2 separate regions of the Pan troglodytes genome follow, and region 1 is linked to region 2. Evidence: chromatin contacts called from public HiChIP or PLAC-seq data. All regions are on one chromosome and are shown on one strand. Each heading gives the region's core, a stretch centred on a gene start, on an enhancer-like site or on the middle of the called end of the contact. The rest is flanking DNA. Distances are from core to core; before and after follow the strand shown. Region 1 holds the start of RTCB (RNA 2',3'-cyclic phosphate and 5'-OH ligase). Region 2 holds the start of RFPL2 (ret finger protein like 2).

Evidence for each region. HiChIP or PLAC-seq counts read pairs in DNA pulled down with a chosen protein or histone mark.
Region 1: an H3K4me3 HiChIP or PLAC-seq map of stem cell-derived excitatory neurons shows a contact between it and region 2, with 2.6 times the contacts expected there. The contact joins the promoter of RTCB here to the promoter of RFPL2 in region 2. A contact is called at or near these places in 1 of 1 datasets of contacts at active chromatin or transcription factors (stem cell-derived excitatory neurons) and 1 of 1 other capture datasets (stem cell-derived neural stem cells).

Annotation. Positions count from the first base shown.
Region 1 is chr23:34,508,101-34,513,620 of NHGRI_mPanTro3-v2.0_pri, forward strand. RTCB (RNA 2',3'-cyclic phosphate and 5'-OH ligase) reads right to left here and starts at 2,195. Exons shown (of 12, transcript XM_001152688.5): 1 at 2,010-2,195. The coding sequence starts at 2,102. It overlaps LOC107970231 (a long non-coding RNA gene), which reads left to right and starts at 2,228. Exons shown (of 3, transcript XR_008541675.2): 1 at 2,228-2,349. It overlaps BPIFC (BPI fold containing family C), which reads right to left. Exons shown (of 18, transcript XM_009438245.4): 18 at 3,783-4,363. The coding sequence ends at 4,241.
Region 2 is chr23:34,305,496-34,311,545 of NHGRI_mPanTro3-v2.0_pri, forward strand. It overlaps RFPL2 (ret finger protein like 2), which reads right to left and starts at 3,672. Exons shown (of 5, transcript XM_063808233.1): 1 at 3,091-3,672; 2 at 931-1,148.

The DNA of each region.
Region 1 (5,520 bases), core at 945-3,444, 200 kb after region 2:
TGATCGGCCCATCTCAGCCTCCCAAAGTGCTGGGATTGCAGGCGTGAGCCACCGCACCCAGCCAATACAGCCCTTATATTCTGATAAGAATATCAGAGTGCAATGAAGCAAGTGCCATAACATTAAGTACACAGTGCTATGGAAGAATCTGATGAGGAAGTGCCTCAACAGTCTAGGGAGCTGGGAGAGGTTTCACAGAGATCCTGTAGAGCTGGTTCTTTGAAGACAAGAGACATCACTGGCGCAGCAGAACATCTAGGAACTAAACGCAAAAATGACGTAAAGATGGGAGGGGAGTGTTTTAAGGGAATAAAGAGAAATTTTTAGTCCAACATGTGGGTCTTGGGGGAGAAATGGAGATTTAGTAACAGATGATTATCTGTGTGAAATTCACTGATCTCATAAGGATGGAAGCACAATTCATGCTTAGAAGTCAATAGCGTTTTAAGAGCAATGCATTAACATTCCAAGTCTCTATTCCCAAAGGAAAGGTGGTAGTAAAGTGCTGTATACAAACTTAAACCAGAACTGCCTAGCAAAATTAGACTTGCCCCTAGATAGAATGAGCAGCAGTGTGTGCATCAAAGGCTGAGTCAGAACACCTGCCAGACAATGACAGTCTGTGTTATTAGATCCTACAGATAATCATGTCATGGTGTTTTCTTTTTCTTTTTTTTTTTTTTGAGACTCACTCTGTCACCCAGGCTGGAGTGCAGTTTAGAATGATCACGGGTCACTGCAGCCAAGATCTCCCAGGCTCAAGCGATCCCCCTGCCTCAGCCTCCTGAGTAGCTGTGGTGCACACCACCCCGCCTGGCTAATTAAATTTTTTTTGTAGAGACAGGGTCCCACTATATTGCCCAGGCAGGTCTCCAAAGTCCTAGGCACAAAGGATCTTCCCGCCTTGGCCTCCCAAAGCGTTGGGATTACAGGCCATGAACCACTGCGCTCCCCCTATGTTAGATTTTCTATTCCTTCCTTCAGGGTAACGGTTTCCACACAAAGAAAGTGGCCAAACAGCAAACAGAACACAGATTTATCCCCGTGCGCTTTTTCTTCCCTCAGTGTAAGTGACTTGCCAACAAAGGAAACTCAATAAGCTTTGATTCTGAATAAAAGAATGGAGTGACTATTGGGAGCTGTTTACCAAGACGTGAGACGAGATGGTAAACCTTTGAAGCATTTACTTGGCACCTTCAGGGATTTCAAAAACTATTTAAAAATACGTTGCAAAACTTCACAAACGTTTTCTTTTTTCACATTAATAAAAATATGAGCACAGATGGTGATGAAGGCCGAGAGATACAGAGCCCAGGCTTTCAAACTATCTGATGATCCTGAGCCCTCAAGTCTCCATCTGGGACGTCAAAGCAGTAAACCGGACATCAAGTCCTGGCTGAGCTTCTTCCTAGGTGGGTAGAGGAAGCTATGTCACCGACAGATCCTCGAGGTCCTTCTGTGAAGTGAATATTAAAATCAAACAGGCCCTGCCCTGCGCTACTGCAAGAAATGACATCGCTTTATTAAAAACCAACATGGGATACTGAATGCTGAAAACCTGGTTTAGTGAACAAAGGTTTGTAAACGTTATTTAAATAACCAGCATGACTCAGAGGAGGTGAATTCCAGTCCCAGCAAATGAACCTGGGGCTGGCTGTTCCACCCTGGAAAAGATCACTGAAGTTTCTGCGAACGTAAAACAGCTCACGATACGTTTATGAGACTGATCTGTGAAAACGCTTTGGAAACCCCAATTTCGTATTTATTTAGATTCCCATATCCACCGCACTTAGCTTGTCCTCGTGGTTCGGGGACCTCTCCTGGCGGGAGGTGGTGCCGGAACAGGTTGGGCAGCCCCAGAACCGTGAGGGGAGAAGGACGGGATGAGGGAAACTCTGCAAGGGGCCGGGGCGGACCCAGTGGTCAGGGGAGGTCCAGAGGGCGCAGTGGACGCCGGCCGGGCCGGGGACGGAGCACGGAAGGCCCCGCCATTTGCTCTCCTGCCTTACCTGCATGTTGGGCACGAAGCCCTTCTTGATCCTCCAGCAGTTTTTATTGATCTTCTCCAAGAACTGCAGCTCATCATTATAGCTGCGACTCATGGTGGCGACAACTGTAGCAAAAACTCCCGGCTCCGCTTTGAAGAGCGGCTGCCGCGTTGTCCGGCTTCTCAGAGCACCGCCTTCCAAGAACCAAAGCGCAGGCGCGACCAGCGCCGCAGCAGGATGAGCAACGGCAAGCGCCGAGGCTCGAAATTCTTCAGGCCAATGTCTTTCCTCTGGTTAAGTTGTACTGTCCTGTAGTGTATAACTTTGGGATCTTTATTAGTCGATTTCCTCTAAGCTACAGGTAAGCGAAATCCAGAAGTTTAAAGTATAATCTAGTTATCTTTTGTTTTGGAAATGCTTTTCAGCAGCTTATGAAAACACCTTGAGTCTGGGTCAGGTTCGGTGCATTGGCTTGGAGTTTACACCCTCAGCTGGGAGGGGAAAAAGATACGCCAGCAGCTGAGAAAGAAAAACCTGTTTGAGTAAATACCATAGCTGAACATTTATGTTTCAGAATGAATCTGGATATACACCAAATAACTTTTTTGGTCAGAAAGGAGCATCCCAAAGAATGAAGCATGGCAGCTTATCATTTATTCTAACAAACACTTGTGGGTGCATCTATTATGGCCAGACGTATACTACAAAATGATCGAATCACAGCCCTTATGGATCGCCAAAACTCCCCAGTCTAGCCGCCTTTGATGATCAAGACCTCTTTAATCATGCTTTTATACGCCGTGTCTCTTGTTCATAGTGGTAAGTGAGCTTTAAGTGATTTCAGTTTCGAGTTCGGCCTCATGTCAACAACTGCAACTTTGGGATTAGAAAGACGCAAGATTCAATTTCTATCTGTGCCATTTACTGACTTGGTGTGATTAACCCCTCTTATCTCTGTTTCGTCATCTCTAAAATGGGATCATAATTCTTTCTTGAGTAGAAGGCTAAATGAAGTGACACTGGAGGGGTAATCAGCACGGGGCTTGGCACACGGCAAGCACTCTATAAACAGCTCTCCTCTTTCCATTCCCCCACTAGACTGTAAGTGCTGCAAAAAACAGTATGTAGTTTCCATTCATTTGTTGCATTATCTACACTGGTTCCGCTTTTCTTCTCTTCTGCCCCAATTTCTCCCCATTGATTAGGTGCTCTGACACATTAATATCATTCTCAGTTATGAATTGTCTGAGTTTAGTACTCTGCACTGCCATTTCATTGAATCTGTGGTGGGTGAAAAATCCCAGAGCTTGAAGTGATGCAACTTTTAGAGTTTCCTGTGGTTACCCTGTTCCTTCTTGGAAAGATTTCGGAGGTAAAGAATTCTCTTTTAAAATCAAGCCTTGATGTCTGTGCAACCTTAGGTCTCTTCCCTTTTCTATGTCTTATTTTATTTTTTTGAGTTGGAGTCTTGCTCTGTCGCCAGGCTGGAGTGCAGTGGTGCCATCTCGGCTCACTGCAACCTCCGCCTCCCAGGTTCAAGCGATTCTCCTGCCTCAGCCTCCCAAGCAGCTGGGACTACAGGTGCGTGCCACCACTCCCAGTTAATTTTTGTATTTTTAGTAGAGACTGGGTTTCACCATGTTGGCCAGGATAGTCTCGACCTCTTGACCTCATGATCCGCCCACCTTGGCCTCCTAAAGTGCTGGGATTACAGGCATGGCCTACTGTGGCTGGCCTCCTATTTTATTTTTTAAAAATTCAGGGCAGGCCATTTCTCAAATAAAAAAACCAAGGTTGAAGTTGATAGAAAACAATTTTAATTAAACACAGAAGATAGTAACAGTGAATATAAAACATGAAAACCAATATGCAGGTAGGGGAAAACCACTAGAGGGCCTAAGGGATTTCCACTGAGAATGACCAATACAAATACAGACTTAGAGTTTCTTACCCACCTGGTCAGAAGTACATGCCGAGCTCTTGTCCTAGAATCTTTCTTGCCCCAAACAAACAAACAAACATAAACACAGACACACGCAGCATGCATACACTCACATTCAGACACCTCTATTTAGCCCTTTAACACAGTCTGCCTTATTCTGGGTTCCTGAAGGCTTAAGAAAGAAAACTTTCTGCCTAAGCAATTCACAAGGGCTTTACAATTCCAGTGTGTACTGTCTTTCCCTTCTGGGTTTACAGTAGTTGTAGGATTAAGGACCATTTACTTCCTGGGGTGAATTGCAAACCGGCAATCAAGGGGCTGACTTCCCCCTCCACTGTCCACTTATCAGGTTCAGACCTTCCCATCCGTGGAAACTTGGCTGCTGCTTTGAGGATGTTTCATACTTCAGGTCGGTGGAAATCAAAAGGAAACCCTGGAAAGGATGTGACAATGAAGATAACGTCAAAACTTGGGCATGTCTGGGTTTGTCTGAGGGGTGAGGAAGAGATGGCTTCTTTTTTTTATTATTTTAATTTTGAGATGGAGTCTCAAAGGCTGTCGCCCAGGCTGGAGTGTGGTGGTGCGATCTTGGCTCACTGCAAGCTCCGTCCCTCGGGTTCAAGTGATTCTCGTGCCTCAGTCTCCCAAGCAGCTGGGACTACAGGTGTGTGCCACCACACCCGGCTAATTTTTGTATTTTTAGTAGAGACAGGGTTTCACCATTTTGGCCAGGCTGGTCTCAACTCCTGACCTTAAGTGATCCGCCCACCTCAGCCTCCCAAAGTGCTAGGATTACAAGCATGAGCCACCATGCCCAGCTGAGAGATGGTTTCTTTACCAGGTCCTACAGAGAGTCAGGCCCTCCTCTACCCTGGCCCTACTTTGTGAATGCCCCAGAGAAAGGAAAGGCCATTTTGGAGTACTGTCACCCGATGTGACTTAGCTATTGTAGAAGCAGTGGGGGAGAAGCAGGGAGGTGGGAGAGCATGCACGGTAGTGTAGGGCAGCAGTCCCCAGCCTTTTTGGCATTAGCGACTGGTTTCATGGAAGACAATTTTTCCACTGACTGGGACTGGGGGATGGTTTCGGGATGAAACTGTTCCACCTCAGATCATCAGGCATTAGTTAGATTCTCATAAGGAGCGTGCAACCTAAATCCCTTGCACAGGCAGTTCACAATAGAGTTTGTGCTCCTATGAGAATCTAATGTTGCTGCTGATCTGATAGGAGGTGGAGCTCAGGCAGTAATGTTCACTCCTCGGCCGCTCACCTCCATCTGTGCAACCAGGTTCCTAACAGGCCACAGACCGGGACAGGTCCTGGGCCTGGGTGTTGGGGACCCCTGGACTGTACAGGATTGGAGAATTTCTTTAGAAACATATTTCCACCTCCCCAAACAAACAACAATGCCAAAAAGAAAGAAAGAAAAAAAGGTATTCTGAAGTGAATGCATAATGATGAGCCAGAAAACGATTCGATCCCTGAACTCAGAGGTGTGTGCCTTTGGTTCAGGGGAAAGTCTTCTGACTGGGAGAATCAGAAGAGCCAGTCCTGTCCCAGCCATGCTCCTTTCCAGCTGCCTGAGCCACT
Region 2 (6,050 bases), core at 2,422-4,921:
TTGAAGCCAGGCATGTTTTCACAACTAAAAGCGAGGACCTGTCTTAACCAAGGCCTCAATATTGATGGGATTTGGTCTCTGACACATGCACAGGTGACCTGTGTCTGTGAGTGCACCTACAGCTGCCTGGCAGCTCTAGGACATGGCGATTCTCTCAGGTACTTGGCACAGAAAGTCACTGGCCTTCTTTGGAGGACGCATCATTTATAGAAACACTTCTTTATTGGATCCTGGGTCTCGGGTGGAAAACCAGGTCCCACATCAGGACTTTCTCTGTGAGGCTCCCACGTTCTGGGGCTCCAGCTGCTCTCTGAGAGGAAGGTGTGGAGACAGAGAACAGAGCCCAGCCCCACCCAGCCCCTCTTGCATTGTCCCTGCTCTGTAGGGAGTTAGAAAACTGGGGGCACCAGCAGCAGCAGGCCTGTGTCACTGTGGGTGGGGCCAGGGAGGGGCCGAGGGGCATCCTGGGTGAGTCTCTCCCACGGCTCCTGTTTGACTTGCCTATGGCCACTGTCACAAATGACCCCTAATTTAGTGGCTTAAAATAACACACATTTATTCTCTCCCAGGTATGGAAGTCAGAAGTCCAAAATGAGGTCTGAGCTGCTAAGATCAGGGTGCCAGCAGGGCCGGGCTCCTTCCGGGGGCTCTGAGACAAATCCATTTCCAGAACTTTTCCAGCTTCTAGAGGACGCCCCCAGCTCCTGGCCCTTTCTTCTAACTACAAAGCCAGAGCTCAGCATCTTCAGATCTCTCTCCTGATCTTCTCTCCCCCCACTTTCTGTCTTCCTCTCCCTGGACTCCTCTCTCCTTCTCTCTCCCTCCATCCCCACATCTCCTCCTCTCACTGTGACCCTCCTCCTGCCTTCCTCTTTCCCTTATAAAGACCCCACCCTGGAGCCATGCGGAAAACCCAGAATTGTCTCTCACCTCAGGCTCCTTATCACCATCATGTCTGCAAAGTCCCAGTGGCCACACAATACAGCACATAGACAGATCCTGGATTGGGACACTGCAGTCTCTGGGAAGCCTAATTCAGCCACCTCCATCGGAGGCAAATCATGGTGCCACAGGCTCTAGCCTCCAGCATGTGGCATGTAGCTCCTTCTCAGGGCACTGGGCATCCGGGCAGACAAAGCCAGAAAAGCCTAGAACAGGATGCAGAGTGGTAACATTAGAGCGCACCTTGTCATGCTGGCCACTGGGTGGCAGGGGCCGGTTTCAGCGAAGGTACTCACACCCACACTTCAAAGTCCAGCCTCTCCTTTTAGCGCAAGCTGGCCAGGAACTGCGGCCTGGAGTGGGGACTGCAGACACCACAGTGCCCGGGCTTCCCACTCCACAGGAACCGCTGCACCCACCCTGGCTGCACTCCTCGGGAAGCAGGAGCAGCAGAAACTCAACCCCAGCCAGCCCTCCCCACCCAAGTGCGGGTTCCCGTTCCTGATGCCTCCTCCACCCACAGGGCCCTGTAGCCTCCTCGTGTCCACTACTGCGTGCCCGGGGGTCCCAGGCGGTCTCTGCAACACAGAGCAAGAGGAGGCGGGTCCAGGAAGCACCACGGGGCTGGGGCCCCTGCCGCGCTCAGGAAATGCTGTGCGCCCGCCGCACTTGAGCAAGAACAGGAGGAGGTGGCCGGGAAGAGGAGGACCGCTCCTCTCTTGGAGACCACCGCTGTCACTGACACCTCCACCGCCCGCCACCGGCAGTGCAGTCCCAGATGGCGCCCCTAACTCGTCCGTGCCTAGTACATGCAGCACCCAATGGCGCTGGCAGCCTGCCCCCTGCCACGGGCAGCGCAGCCCGGGATAACTCCCCAAACCCGCTCTGTGCTGTGGGCAGTGCAGCCACGGATACCACCCTCAACCAGCCCCTCGCCACAGGAAATGACTCCCGGGATAGCGCCCCAAATCAGCCCCCAGCCTCGGGCAGTGACGCCTGGAGTAGGTCACCCAACCCAACTCCTGCGCGGGCAGTGCAGCACCAGATAGCGCCCCTAAAACGCCTCCCGCCACCGGCGGTGTAGCCCAGGATAGCGCCGCCAACCCGGTACTCGCCGCGGCAGTGTAGCGATAGGGCACCCAATCTGCCACCCACCGCCGGCAGTGCAACCCCAGATAGCGCACCGAACTCACTCCCTGCCGGGCAGTGCAACCCCACATAGCATCCAACCCGCCTCCCCACCCAGCCACTGGCAGTCCGCCCCCGATAATGCCCCATACACGCTCCTGGCTGTGGGCAGTGCAGCCCATGGGTAGCGCCCCCAACCAGCCCCCAGCCATGGGGAGTGATGCCTCGGATAACACACCCAACAAGTTCCCCACCATGGGCACTGATGTCCCAGGTAGCGCCCCCAACCCTTGCCCCTCAGCGACCAGTGCAGCCATGGATAGCGCCCTCAACAAGCCCCTCCACTGCCCCCGCCGCTGCGGGAAATGACGCCCGGGATAACGCACCCAACCCTCCCCCGCCATGAGCAATGCAACACCCACTACTGCTCCTTACACGCCCCCCACTACAGGCGGTGTAGCCAACGATGGCGCCCCCATCTCCCCCTCGCCTCGGGCAGTGTAGCTCCCGATAGTGCATCCAACCCATTCCCTCTGCCCCTCACCTCCCACCGAGTCAACCACCGCCGGCAGTCTAACCCCAAATAGCGCACCCAACCCACTCCCTGCCAGGCAGTGAAGCCCCCCGATAGCACCCAACCCGCACCTCCACCCCCGCCACTGGCAGTCCGCCCCGATAACGCCCCAACACGCTCCTGGCTGTGGGCAGTGTAGCCCATAGATAGAGCCCCCAACCAGCCCCCAGCCAAGGGCAGTGACGCCTCGGATATCACAGCCAACAAGTTCCCTGCCATGCGCACTGATGTCCCAGATAGCGCCCCCAACCCGTACCCCAGCGCGACCAGTGCAGCCACGGATAGCGCCCCCAGCAAGCCACCCCGCGGCTGCGGGAAATGACGCCCGGTAAAGCACCCAACCTTCCCGTGCTGTGGGCAGTGCAACACCCAATACTGCCCCTAATACGCCTCCCACCACCGGGTGGTAGCCCACGATGGCGCCCTCAATCCGCCCCCCCTCCCACCTCGGGCAGTGCAGCTCCCGATCGTGCATTCAACCTGTCCCCCTCCCCGCCCCCTGCCGCAGGCAGTGAGCCCTGGATAGCTCATCCACCCCGCCACCTTTCTACACTCTGGCTGCGGTCTAGTCTCCCTCGCCGCCACCAACGGCAGCGAGCCGAGCCATGCTGCTGCAGGCTTTCAAGCCTCCAGCGTGGGACAGGTGACTCCTCCTCTAACCTAGGCATGGAGCAGATGGGCTGGCAGACGCAGAAGTGCCTGGAATGGCAAGAACCCCTCCCCCCACAGACCGAGGTTATGCAAGTAAGGTTTCTGGACTACATGTTCAGATTGGATGAGAGAAAAACCTCTAGGTCTACTCTGATTGTGCTTTATTTTCATGTTCTGACTGGATGAGAGCAAGTCTTAGGATAACCAATCAGAACAAGATAACAAAGCCCAATCAGAGTAGGCCTAGAGGTTTCTCTCATCCGATCAGACTATGTAGTCGAGAAACTTCATTTGCATTAAACTCAGTATATAAAGGATGCCAAGAGGGGTGGCTCGCCCTTCCAGGCTCATCTGCGTCGGCCTGCGTAGCTGCTCTGTGCCGGGCTTAGAGGAGAAGGAGGAGGAGCCACTTGCCGCGCATGCCAGAGGCTAGAGTCATCTACCGCGCATGCTGGAGGCTGGAGCCTACAGTGGCTCACCTCGCTGCTGCGGTTGGTGGCCGCGAGAGTGACTACAGCGCAGTCAGAATGGTGAAAAGGTGGCAGAATAGGTTCGTTATCCCAGGCCGTACTGCCTGTGGCGTGGGGGGCGGGTTGGGGGCCCTATCCAGGGCGTCACTGCCCGTGTTGGGGGACTGGTTGATTGTGGTACCTCGGGCGTCGCTGCCCGCTGAGGGGAGTGGGGTGGGGGCGCTATCCGGGGGCGCTATCCAGCCTATGGCTGGAGATGGGTTGGGGCGCTATCCCAAGCTGTAATTCCTGAGGCAGTGGGGAGTTTTGGGGGCACTATCTGGGGATGCACTGCCCGCGGCCGGGGGGCGGGGGTGAGTTAGTAGAACTATCAGGTGCTGCAATGCCCTAATGCCCTTGTTGGGGACAGGTTGTGGGGGGCTAGTGGGTGCAACACTGCTGGTGGCGAGGGTGGGTGCTGCTATCCGGTGCTACTCTGCCTGTGGTGGACGGGGGCGGGTGTGATATCCAGGGCATCATTGCCTGCATCTGGGAGCTGGTTGGGGACACTATCCATGGCTGCACTGCCCACAGTGGGGAGCGGGTTGGGGGCACTATTTGGGGCTGCAATGCTGGTGGTGGGGGACGGGTTAGGGTCACTATAGGGTGCTACACTGCTGGCAGTGGGGAGGGGGGTGTTGAGGGCGCTCTCTGGGGGCTACACTGAGACAGGTAGTGGGGGGTTGTTGGGATTGGTACCGGGGCTGGACTGCCCATGGAGAGGGGGTGGGGGGGTGGTTGGGGGCGCTACTGAGGGCCGGGTACACTGCCTGTGGTGGAGGGGTGGGTTGGGTGCTATCGGGGGTCTGTACTGCCTAGCAGGGAGCGGGTGGGTGTGCTATCTGGGGCTGCACTGGCTGCAGCAGGGGCAGGTTGGGTGCGCTATAGGGGGCTACACTGCCCTTGGCAGGGGGTGGTTTAGGTGAGCTGTCTGTGGCTGCACTGCCCGAGGTGGGGAGGAAGTTTGGGTGCTGTCTGTGGCTGCACTGCCCGAGGTGGGGAGGAAGTTTGGGTGCTGTCTGTGGCTGCACTGCCCGAGGTGGGGAGGAAGTTTGGGTGCTGTCTGTGGCTGCACTGCCCGAGGTGGGGAGGAAGTTTGGGTGCTGTCTGTGGCTGCACTGCCCGAGGTGGGGAGGAAGTTTGGGTGCTGTCTGTGGCTGCACTGCCTGGAGGCAGGAAGTGGGTTGAGGGTGCTATCCTGGGCTGCTTCTCCTGGTGGGGAGCAGGTAGGGGCACTATCCAGGGTTGCACTGCCCGGGGTAGGGGGCGATTTGGGTGCCATATTGGGGCATCACTGCCCACAGCAGGGGTCTGGTTGGGGTCGCCACCCATGGCTACACTGTCTACAGCCACTGCCTATGGCAGGGAGCGGGTTGGGGGCGCTATCCCGGGCTGCGCTGCCCAAGGCAGGGGGTGGGTTGCGGGTGCCATTGGTGCTGCAGTGTCCGAGGCAGGGGCGGGTTGGGGTTGCCATCCGGTGCTACACTGCCAGCTGTGGGGGAGGGTCGGGGGCGCTATCGGGGGCTGCACCGTCCCCCTGGTAGTGGGCAGCGGAGGTGTCAGTGACAGCGGTGGTCAGAGGAGGTAAGAGGGACTCCAGTCTCTAGAGGGCCATCTCCTTCTGCTCCTGGCCAGCACACAGCATTTCTGCGGGGATCCTGAGCACGGCCCGGCCCCTAGACCCGCTGTGGTTCCCAGGCGCGCGCCCTCTCACCATGTGTTGCTGAGACCGTCTGGGACCCCTGGGCACACAGTAGCGGACATCACAGAGTGACAGGGCCCTGTGGGTGGAGGTGTCAGGAAGAGGTACCGGCACTTGGGTGGGGAGGGCTGGCTGGGGTTGAGTTTCTGCTGCTTCTGCTTCCTGAGGAGCGCAGCCAGGGGTGGGCCCAGCGGTTCGTGCTGAGTGGGAAGCCCGGACGCTGTACTGTGGTGTCTCCAGTCCCCACCCCAGGCCCCAGTTCCTGGTGAACTTGGGCCAAAAAGGGAGGCTGGACTTTGGAGGGTAGGTGTGAGTGCCTTTGCTAAAACTGGCCCCTGCCACCTAGTGGCCAGCATGACAAGGTGAGACTCTAATGCTACCACTCTCTGCATCCTGTTCTAGGCTTATCTGACTTTGCCTGCCCAGTTGCTCCGTGCCAGGAGGAGGAGCCACTTATTCCATGCTGGAGGCTGGAGCTGGGGGCACCACAGCTCATCTTGCTGTGGTTGGTGATGGCGATGGAGACTACAGAGCACCAGAGCGG